Linked DNA regions of Sus scrofa: region 1 is linked to region 2. Evidence: chromatin contacts called from public Hi-C data. All regions are on one chromosome and are shown on one strand. Each heading gives the region's core, a stretch centred on a gene start, on an enhancer-like site or on the middle of the called end of the contact. The rest is flanking DNA. Distances are from core to core; before and after follow the strand shown. Region 1 holds the start of SFR1 (swi5-dependent recombination DNA repair protein 1 homolog). Region 2 overlaps SH3PXD2A (SH3 and PX domain-containing protein 2A).

What was found. A called contact is a pair of places that touch in the nucleus more often than the background predicts.
Region 1: a contact with region 2 is called in a Hi-C map of embryonic fibroblasts, with 2.3 times the contacts expected there. The contact joins the promoter of SFR1 here to the enhancer-like site in region 2. A contact is called at or near these places in 1 of 5 promoter capture datasets (fetal liver), 1 of 47 Hi-C or Micro-C datasets (embryonic fibroblasts) and 2 of 2 datasets of contacts at active chromatin or transcription factors (alveolar macrophages and skeletal muscle).

Annotation. Positions count from the first base shown.
Region 1 is chr14:115,063,245-115,068,421 of Sscrofa11.1, reverse strand. It overlaps SFR1 (swi5-dependent recombination DNA repair protein 1 homolog), which reads right to left and starts at 3,467. Exons shown (of 4, transcript XM_001927227.5): 1 at 3,315-3,467; 2 at 2,410-2,522; 3 at 1,235-1,648; 4 at 1-232. The coding sequence starts at 3,327. The coding sequence ends at 41.
Region 2 is chr14:114,604,609-114,610,161 of Sscrofa11.1, reverse strand. All of the region lies in intron 5 of SH3PXD2A (SH3 and PX domain-containing protein 2A), which reads left to right. Among named protein-coding and RNA genes, the nearest start is that of SH3PXD2A, 170 kb to the left of the region's middle. Within about 2 kb of position 3,566, at least 6 of the 83 cell types and tissues checked have an H3K27ac peak or open chromatin away from gene starts, as enhancers often do. A contact at or near this core is called in embryonic fibroblasts, where this site is marked.

The sequences.
Region 1 (5,177 bases), core at 2,218-4,717, 460 kb before region 2:
AGTTAGGTTCACAAAGATATTCTGGAGAAAAAATTATGAATTAAACATCTATAAATTCTTCTTCATTTCTGCTATAGTGTAGCAGTTTATCATCTAACCCATAGTGGTCTATCAGCTGAGTAAGGCTTAGTTTCTTGTTCTCTTCTGACATAGCTGACTGCAACTCATAAAGCAACAGCTGGCTACAGCTTCTCCACTTCTTTATTAACAACTGTAACTGAGACAGGTCATTCTGAAACAGGAAAAAAAAAATGTATGTCAATAACTTGAAAGCCATCCTATTTTAACTTACTTAATGGAAATTGTTAAATCAGTCAATGAGTAATAGGTTTAAAGGGTAACACACTTGGATATGAATGGGACTTCTACCCAGGAAAATAATATGATTTTAAGTAAAATGGTTACACTGTCACTCAAGTTGAGTTCTATGGCTTTTTTGTTGGGTTTAAGCTCTGGGCCGTCCTCACCCTCGAGAAAAATGAAATCATTAAGTAGGGCAAAATTATGTAGAAATATGGGTTTAAAAAAACCTACGTTTTCTATTACAGCTGCACTTTTAAAAATAATACTCAAATTAATTTTTCAACATCACTACCTCATAAAATTCAAGCAGTTATATATTTTTTAAAAATCCTCAAAATTCAAGACAGCATATAAGATATAGTATTCCATCACCTATTCTACATTGTTGAGGAAGAAGGAACAATTTCAATATACATGAATGATCCAGGTAAATAAGGGTCATCTTCTTCCAAGTGCTCAAGTTCTGTTTACTTCAGCTATCTGAGTTGAAATCTAAAATCTAATATATATTTGTTATTTTCTTGAATACTTGGAACATTTTAATAATTTGGAATAATGCAAGATCACTACTAAGAATACTTTTTATTATACTCTGTGGCCCATTTTTAGATTTTTAACTCATTCCCTGTCAGCTGTCACTTCTGTTCTCATTGCAACCTGCAGCTAACATCTGAAACCTCTAATACTGTTGTGAGCTGGAAACTAGAGAGAAAAGCTTCCACTGCATACTAAATGAGGGCTGGAACTTTCCAAAAGTTGTACCTGCTGTTTAGAGGCCTCTTCTACTCTAAATCTATGACTTATATTTGAGTTAAAGTTGTTGGAAGCCAGGTTTCTTAGCTTATTACGCTAAAATAAACTTTATGAAGTGCTTTCCTACCATTTATCAAAAAATCAAAAAATAATTAGGCAATGGTTCTGAAATTCTCACCTTTGATCTATACATTTTGACTAGTTTTAGCCTTCGAAGAAGGTCTTCTTTCTCCTGAATCTGCTTCACCAATTTTGCTTTTTCTTTGTTTAATCCTTGTTTAGGAAGATTCTCGTTCATAAAATCATCTTGGAGATCTCTGCATGATTCAGTATCAAATGAATTAGATTCACATGCACTGATATTCTTGAAGGTATTTTTCGAATATGGACTTTCTTCAAATTCACTGTCTATGTGTTTAAAATTTTCTTGAAATTCCAAACAGTTTTTTTCTTCTGCTGAAGATGCTGGTTTCTCTGAAAAAGTCTGATCATTTTCTTCACTCTCAACTTTAAGTCGTTTTACCACACTATAACAGGAATTAAATGAAGATCTAGTTTTCCTTAACCTTTCTCTAAGGGTTGCACTCATAGGCTGAAAAAGACATCAAACATTGATACTATTAATCAAGAAAAACCTCCGTTTTTTTTTTTAAAGGCTGCACCCACCACCTGTATAAGTTCCCATGCCAGGGATCGAGCCTGTGCCACAGCAGCAACCTGAGCTGCTGTAGTGACAACACTGGATCTTTAACCTGCTGTGCCAGAAGGGAACTCCAAGAAAAAATTCTTGACATAAATAAATCCACTAAAAATCAAGACTTTACATTTCTATAGCAGAACCACTAGATGGCTTTCTGTCTCCATATATCTAAAGTAACCATCACGCAATGTCCAATTTCTGGAAGCTCGACTAAATTTTATTTTTTTATTTTAGCAAAGTCAGCCCCCTTCTAAAACAGTGTGGAGACACTTATCCCAGTAATCACAAACATTTATTCAGTAACTAGCCCACGCATGACACTATTCTAGGTGCTTCAGACTTACAAATTAAGGAAAAGACCTAGATTTTTCTACCAAAGACCTTTATGACCTCACAGATTCAAACTTCCTGTTTAGAATATTGTAATAACCTGAACTGAAACTAAATGAAAATTATTGATTCATGATGAAAACTTGGGCGGGAGCAGGGAGGAGGGTGTCCAATACATTACCTTAGGGGAATGACTTAAAAATTTTTGCTAAGAAAATTTTTACTTATTAGTCTACACATTGTTAACAATCTTCAATAGACTTAAAACCACCCGTGACACAATACTTAGAAATATAAAATTAGAAAATATTAGATTTTCATACTTGTTTTCTTGTACTACTTGTAGGGGGAGATGGTGGATTGGCACCGGCTTGTGGAGTGCTAGGTAAAATCACAGCTGAGTCTGGACTTCCCATCTTGAAATCTTGGTTTACTTCTAAAAAAGCAATAATGGAAATCAAATGAACCCATACCTCTACATTCCTCAATTTTTATCAAGTAATTTTTTTTTACTGTTGTGTGTAACATCCACAAGTAAGCCCACAACTTCCCTTTTCATTTAGTTGTGATTCATTCTTGATCCTTCTGCAGTTTTCCATTTACCTTCCTAAACCAGATAGTGTTGGTCCATATGGTGACTACTAGTTTTTTCAGACAAGTTAACCCGCTAGCTTCTTATAGAAACAACTCTCCACTTGTTCTTATTGATGAAGTCCTCAAAATCTGCCACGTGGAGGGTAGGGAGAATAACAACTTTGTACAGTCAGGAATTCTTTAATTTCGCCAATTTCATTACGCCAGCTTCACAATGAAAGGGAGCATAAATTAAGTCTTGACTCAAAAACACATAATCAGACCAGTCACACTACCCTAATCATCAAAGTTGTGTGACTAGAACCAATGACCGACGCTCCAGGCCTGAGGAACAAGGAGCATAAGCACAGACTAATTCACTCCTGTCTGCATTGTTTTCCATTAATGGCGAAGAGATACTGAAAGGGAGAGTCTACAGAAGTTTGTTTCTTAAACAAACGCCATCAACTTCACCAAGCAAACTACCAGAGGGAGGCGAACTCCCTCCCCGCCCGCCAATGCAGAAAACCAACTCGAGCCTCGAGCCCCCAGGCCTGAGGTGGAGCTGAGAGGTTCCCACGCCGCGCAGAGGGAGCGCAGCTCCATTCCCCAGTCAACTCCTAAACAGAGACCCACTCGGCGCCCTGGACCCTACCTCCCGCCGCCATCCCCACGCTGCGAGGCAAGCGGGCGCGGCCGCAGCCCTGGCCAAAGCGTCTCGGAGGCGGGACCACGCGGGAGGCCAAAGAGACGCGCGATTGGCCAGGCCGACCGACGCGCGCAATTTGGCTTTGCCTCGCGTTCCGGAGTGTCGCGACTGCGCGCGCGCGGCCCCGAGCCTCGCTTGGTGGCGGGGCGAGGCGGGGCCAAGCGGGGGCGGGGGGGGGCAGAGATACATGATTGGCTGAGTTGACCGACGCGCGCGGCTCTGCTCCGCCCAGCGCCCGGGAGGCTCGGGACTGTGCGCGCGCGCGGCCGTGAGCCTCCGCGGGCGTCAGGCGCGCGCCGGGCTGAGCTTTTAAATGGCAGACTGTTCTCGAGAAGGGGGCGGTTTCTCTGCGCGGCTTCTCCTCCCTACTGTTTCCTTGCACTGCCTTCCTTTCCTGCTTCCTGGGTTTTGTGTGTTTGAGAAGGACGCCTAAGAATGCTTGCCCTCATCTGGCCGGCGTCTGTCTCGTCTCCGCGCTCTCCACAGCAAAGGCCTTTCTTCACGCTGCACGGGACCCAGAGACGTGGGGCCGGCTGTGTTAAATTTACAGCTTGTAAACTCCGAAGGCGAGACCACAAAAGAGCAGCGCTGGCTTAAATGGCCTTTTGAGAGTCAAACAGGTTAGAAATCTGAGAGCGGATGCAGTTGAGCTAATTTTTAGCCTTTGCTGCCGCAAACTCGGCGGCACGTCCATGAGTTCTCTGCTGAATCTACCACAACATTTAGATTCTTTAGCTTGGCTTCAAATTGTTAAGTCAAATCTGAGAGAGAGGAAAAAAAAAAAAAATGTAGTCCAAGGAAAATTTGTCGTGGTGCAACACAGGAAGCCCAGCAATCGCTGAATAAGATTGTATTGGTCCAGAAGTTTGCCCTCGCTGAATGCTGGGCAGCAGTATCCTTAATCTAAAATAATCCTTTCCTGTGTGCTGCCGTTCTGATGCTGCGCAACAACAAAGTTAATTAAATTGGGTGGAGCACTAGGTTTAGGAGAAGACAGTTGAGTAATTTCTGAGTCACGTGGAAGTTGGAAATTTTAAGGATCCAATGTTTTGAATCCTAGCGAATGGCCAATTTAAACGTTGATACTGTGTTTCACTAAAATAATAATGGTTTAGAAGTAGCCAGTACCCGGTAGGAATTTAAGGTGTCCTGAACAGTGGAATATAAATACAGATCCTGAAGACGATATAATGCAGTGTTAGGGATGTAAATGTTGGAGTCCAGTTGCCTAGGTTCAAATCTCAACACCATTATTTTGTGTTCTTTGTAATGTAGTGTCTCTGTGCCTCAGTTTTTTCATCCATAAAGTGGGGATAATAGTATCAACCTAGATACTGGAGAATTAAGTGAGAACTCATGACAGGGTGAACAGCAGTAGGAAACACTCATTAGTTGTTATGCTACATATGTGACTACGTTCACCATTCCCTAATTGAGTTAAAGGAATGCATCATAAAATTCTTTCACATTCACTTATTTACCCAAAAAGGGCCACGTATTATTTAAAAGATGCTCTGGTCTATAGGATCTCTCACAGTTGAAGCCACAAATAGAAAACTTGAAGCTTCCATGTATAATTAATAATGCATTCCAATCCTTCTAATAGTATCAAAATTACATAAATTAATCTCAAGGAATTTACAAAATGAGAGAACTCATGATTTTGTGACATAGGTGTTATTCACCTCAGCAAGCCACAGGTCTCAGTCTGTACATTTATTTCTCCCTTTAACTCATCCATTGGCATCAGTTACACTGAAAAAGGCAGATTTGCCCTGACAGTAGAAGCCCAGTGCACACTCTGCATAT
Region 2 (5,553 bases), core at 2,317-4,816:
AATGGGGCCCATTCTCAGACCCCTGGAAAACATGCCCCTGTGGAGAATGACGGATTCTTGTTGGACACAAGGGCCCTCAGTGCCACAATTTAGATCAGAGCACAGATGGGGGCAAAGAACAGATCCGCGCCCCCTCCGTCCGACTTCCCTGGAGGTCGCTGCCCCTCACGACCATGCCGTGCAAAGACTCTCTAAAGCCAGAACAAAAACCCAGAGAGGGGTTCGGCGGGATGGAAACCGCCCACCGTTCTCCAGCCCTCAGCTGACCTGCACCCCTTCCCTCAGAGCCTCCTTGCTTGGATCCTGGGCCAGCAGGCTCGGTCTCACCGAGTGTTAACAGCCTGTGAGGACCCTCAGAGGGAACGCTCGGGGGAAACTGAGGTCTCAAGAATTTGCTGGTGTTTCTAAACCTTTTTCTGCCATAGTAAGAAATTTCCCATCACAACCCAATACAGATAGACAGGCAAGTCGATAAGGAGACAGACATCTGAAACCCATGTTTCACAAAACAGTATTTAACTTTACCACGGTGACCTGGTGGCTTTGTTTCTTCTACCTTTCCAAAATGCTTGTTAGGGAGTTCCCATCGCAGCGCAGCGGAAACGAATCTGACTAGGATCCATAAGGATGCAGGTTCGCTCCCTGCCCTTGCTCAGTGGGTTAACAATCCGGCGTTGCCATGAGCTGTGGTGTAGGTTGCAGATGTAGCTCGGATCCAGCGTTGCTGTGGCTCTGGCCTAGGCCGGTGGCTACAGCTCCGATTCGACCCCTAGCCTGGGAACCTCCATATGCCGCGGGAGCGGCCGAAGAAATAGCAAAAAAAAGACAAAAAAAAAAAAAGAAAAGTACTTGCCCATGTCCCCTGGCCGCTGAAGGGCTGAGGGGCAGAGCCGGGCGCAGAAACTGTCTGTTGACCTTCAGTCCCAGAATTGTCACAGCCTCTCTCCAGCGCCACCTCTCCCCCAGCTGTCCAGCTCACCTCTTAACAAAAAACCTTTCTCCAGCCATCTGACCCCATCAGTCCCCAATTCTGAAACCTCTTAGATTTCATAGATGGACATCAAAGCCCCCACCCCCAGCCTGGTGTTTCCCTGCCTGTCCCCCTACTACTCACCACCCCCCCCCCAAGTGGTTCAACTCTTCCTCTTACTCCTCGAACTTTCCCCTCTCTACCCTCTCCATGGATCCAAACTCCCCTGATCCCTCCAGGTTCAGCTCAGGGCCTCCTCCTCCAGGAAGCCGGCTTGGATGTCCTGCAGCCCTGAGAGCTCTCTTTTCTCTGCACCTGGAGGATAACCTCTGCTGTGACTCTCGGCATGGATTGGCTCAGAATGTTAGCCTTCTCACTGTGCTGTGTCGTTTTGTTCCCCTAATTTCACCCCAAACTTGCAGGCCAGATGCATGTCACGTATTTCTTCCATGTCAGCACAGGCCTTCATGAGGCAGCCTCCCGCAGGAGCTGAAAAAGTGCTGCTTGGTTAACAACAGCAGTCAAAACCATCAGCAGCAGGAGATATACCTCCAGGGCTCCACATCACTCCCCCAGCCAAGGTCGCATACCGGTGCCCCCAGCCCCCATATTCTAGGTACCACCCACGTCCTCAAGACCACTTAACTCTCAAGGTCACCCACAGCCCTCTGGCAACCCAGCCGGCTTCTTGAGTAGTTCCCAGCAGCCGCAGGCTCTGCAGACAGGCATCCTGGGCCGAGCGGCCAATGTCAGCCAGCAGACAGGAGGGTGAGAACATCAGGCTGGCACTGTGTGCGTGTCCTTCTCTGCCAGGGCACTTGCTGATGGGAGTGAGGGACGGGGGTGGCAGGCAGCGGAGGGCATGGCTCTGGAGCACTAGAATTCCACCTGCCAAGGACTCGGCGCCCTTCCACAGAGCTGGCTCCAGCCTGTGCTTCCTTTCCCAGCCTCTCCCTGGCCTCAGGGGCTCTTCCTGGCTTTGCCTCTCACTCCGGGAACCTTGACCAGCAGCATGGCCACCTCTTTTCCCCAGCGAGAGAGCCTGCTCTGCTGTTTGTGCCTCCTCTCCCTGGTGGACCTCGGCACGGGGCACCCTCTGGGTCAGGAATGCCAGTGGAGCTTCCCCAGGCCGGGCAAGCCACTGAAGCCCTCAGGACCCCTCAGTCTCCTCATCCATAAAGTGGATTAACACCACCTCTGCCTCCTTCAGAGCACTGAAGGGCAGATGCCTGTCGGGAATGTTGAAGAAAGGGCAGAGGGCGGGGAAGCAAAAGCAGGTGGCCGAGACGCAGGGACTGTGAAATGCCTTAGCCGCCCCCTCCCTCCAGCCTCTCCCTCTTTTCTGTCTCCAACTCCGGCCCCTTCGCTGGAATGTCCGGGGAAGGAGCACAGCATGTCTCACCAAGAGAAATGAAAGGCGGTGGGGGGGAAGGAAAGCTGATCCTTCTGGGTGCTGTTAGCACAAAAACTCAGAGCCCTTCACATCTCTTGGTTCAGGGCTCTGAGCATTTGCTGCTCCTGGGAGGTCAAACGCATCCCAATAAAGAAATCCAGGGCTTGCCAATTCCTGTGGGTCAATGTCACCCTGAAGATATGATTATTTCCAGATGAGCCCTGTTCAGATGCTGTGTGTACAAACCAGCTTTCCCCCCGTGGACAGCACCAGACAGAGACCAGCGCTGGTTTCCAAGTCTGTCAAAGTCCAAAACTCTGCCTAGGGGGCTGGGCTCACCCCTGCGTGGCACTGTGCTGTCAGCTTCATGGTGGGGTCCTTAAGAAGAAGGCCCTTCCTTTGGTTTTAGGGGGTTCTGCCAGGGTCCAAGTTCAAACAGGTCTTTGCCATTTGCGTAGCGACAGAGGTGGGGTCAGATCCTGTCATTTGCGTAGCGACAGAGGTGGGGTCAGATCCAGGCATGAAAGAAGAATAATTTCTACAGCATTTTCTGTGCTGGGCACTCTGTGAACCCCTTTATGAGGACTCTATGTTTCATCTTCCCCAAATGCTCAGGGGTTGGTACAGTTATTATCCTCACTCCACAGACAGAGAGATAGAGGCTCAAGAGGTGAAGGAGGTAGCTCAACTGACCACCCGGCAAGCAAGCAGTCGAGAGTTGAAGTGGGGTCTCCGCTTCCTGCACCTACCCTCCCTCTGCAGACAGCATCATCCTATGAGGAACGGCCAAGACATGAACTGTTTATATCCCGTGGTGGGGGTGGGGTGGGGGGAAGACTCAGGAGTCCCTGTTTAAGTGGGGGATGGATATGGTCCTGGGTGGAGGAACCCTGCTCCTTTTTCTCCCAGCCAGGCCTGACCTATGGACCATCTGGTGACCAACTCTCCTGGTTTGTCTGCGACCTTCCCATGAGTCCTTAAAGTCCCATGTCCCAGTTTGCCCAGGATGGTTCGTCACTGTACCTGTGGTCTTGGTCGCCCCTGGACCAGTTGCAGAAAAGGCCAAGTGGCCTGATGGAGCCACGTCAGGACAACCTGGGAGGCCTTTTCAATTACATTAGCTTCTGGCAGCGCCAGAGGGAAATGCTAGTCCCCGCCTCCCCTCCCTTTCTCCTTCCTCTGACTCCCTGGGTGATAGTGATTCAGCAGCAAGTGGGAAGCAGGCTAGACTGTGACCTACCAGGAGTGGAATCACCAGTGGTGGGGGTGGCTGTCAGCCCCAGCTCAGGGCAAGAATTGGAGCAAGGAGGGGAGGTGGGTAGGGGGTCTTGGGTTGATGGGGAACCAGACTCCAGCAGAAGGCCTGCTGTCCTGCCCAGGTCAGGACTTACTGCAGGGCAGTGGGAGGTGGATGCCCCCCCCCCCCCCCGCTCCATGCCCTGGTATGTGAGGGATGGGGGAGTCCCAGCCACTGGATACCTAAACTGCTTCTCACCATATTCAGCGGCTAAAAATACAAAACGGCTTTGCTAAAAGGTGCCCGACCTAGAGGCCTCCTACTAGGGCTGCGCCTGCTCGGGCTGGAGTCCAGATGCCGTGTGAAGGATTCCTACGCCTGCCATCCCACCATCCAGTCCCAGCTTGGCAATCCCACTGCCAGGGTCTCAGCCTCCATCCATTAACCCATGGGTTTGCCCTCCTTCCCCTGCACCCACTGGTGGCAGCATTTGGGGATGGGTCTTGAGCCCCAGAGCAAGGCCTGGGTTCTTGGCCACCCAGGCCCAGCCTCACCTACTCACTGTGTGACCTGGAACAAGTTGTCCAGCTTCTCTACCTTTGCTGTCCTCACCTGCAAAACAGGGAGACCACGGGGTCCAGAAGTCCTTGGCAGGACGGGCTTGTACTCTGGTTGAAGGACCGGCTGGCCAGGGGATTTCTCTGGAAGCATTAATGTTTCTTAGGGGTGGCTGGTGTCCTGATGGAGATTATGGTACAGGGACTGGAGGGTCTCTTGGCCCCCCTCCTGCTCACGTGTCAGGGTCATAGTGATGGAGGTGGACACTGTGCTGGGCCTGAGGTTCTCAGCCAACACTGGCCCAACCTCAGAACCCCAAGGTGCTCATCGGAGATGCAAACACTGGGTTAGGTGAGGTGGGGTTGGGGCCCCACGTCTGAATTTGTGCCAATCTCCCTACATGATCCTGTTGAATGACCAGGTCAAGAATCACTGGCCTGGCCTGGCACAGAGCAGACCCTCAGCCCCCTGGGGAATTATGCGCCCCTTCCCCCCACCCCCAGCGTTAGTGTGCTTCTGTCACACATGGTAATGACCTGCTGTCTCCCCTCTGGGGCTGTTGACAAGCTCAAAGAGGATCCTGGGTAGCCACAGCTGCACAAACAGAGGGAAAGAGAATGGCCATCACTGCAAGGAGGCCACCCCCTGTCTGGATTCCGGGGAGCCAGGGGATGGGCAGTGGGCCATTGTGGCCCCTGGCCCCGAGGCTTCTCCTGCAGGACCAGTGGGGAAATTGTGGGGCAGGTGGGGCGGTTCCTCCTTGTCTCCATTCCCTGCCCTTCCCCAGGCCCCACTCTGCCAAAAAAAAAAAAAAAAAAAAAAAGCCTTGAGAAACATTCTCTCCTTGGGAGACTCAAGCCTGCTGGGCAGGACGCAGTCTCCGTATAATGCTCTCCTCCTCCTTGCTGGGAACTCTCCCCACAGCAGAGCTCACAGGGCACAGCCAGGCTCTTCAGACGCGGCCTTACCCCTTACTCCCTTCTGCTCTAGGGAGGTGACCCTGGCTCAAGCCTTCCCTCACTGCCTGGTAGGGGAAGGGGACATAGGAGGACCCTCCCTTTTGGAGGCAACAGATTCAACAGATTCTCCCTTACTCCATCCGTGAGACACTTTCATTCGGGCAGGTGGGCTTATGAACCACAGCCCTTCTCCAGCTTAGATGACCTTGGGCAGTGGCTGAACCTCTGTTTCTTCATCTGTAAAATGGGGATGATCGGATCTCCTTAGTGTGAATGTGAAGATTGACTTTTGTCTTTTTTGTTGTTGTTGTTGTTGTTGTTGTTGCTATTTCTTGGGCCGCTCCCGCGGCATATGGAGATTCCCAGGCTAGGGGTCGAATCGGAGCTGTAGCCACCGGCCTACACCAAAGCCACAGCAACGCGGGATCCGAGCCGC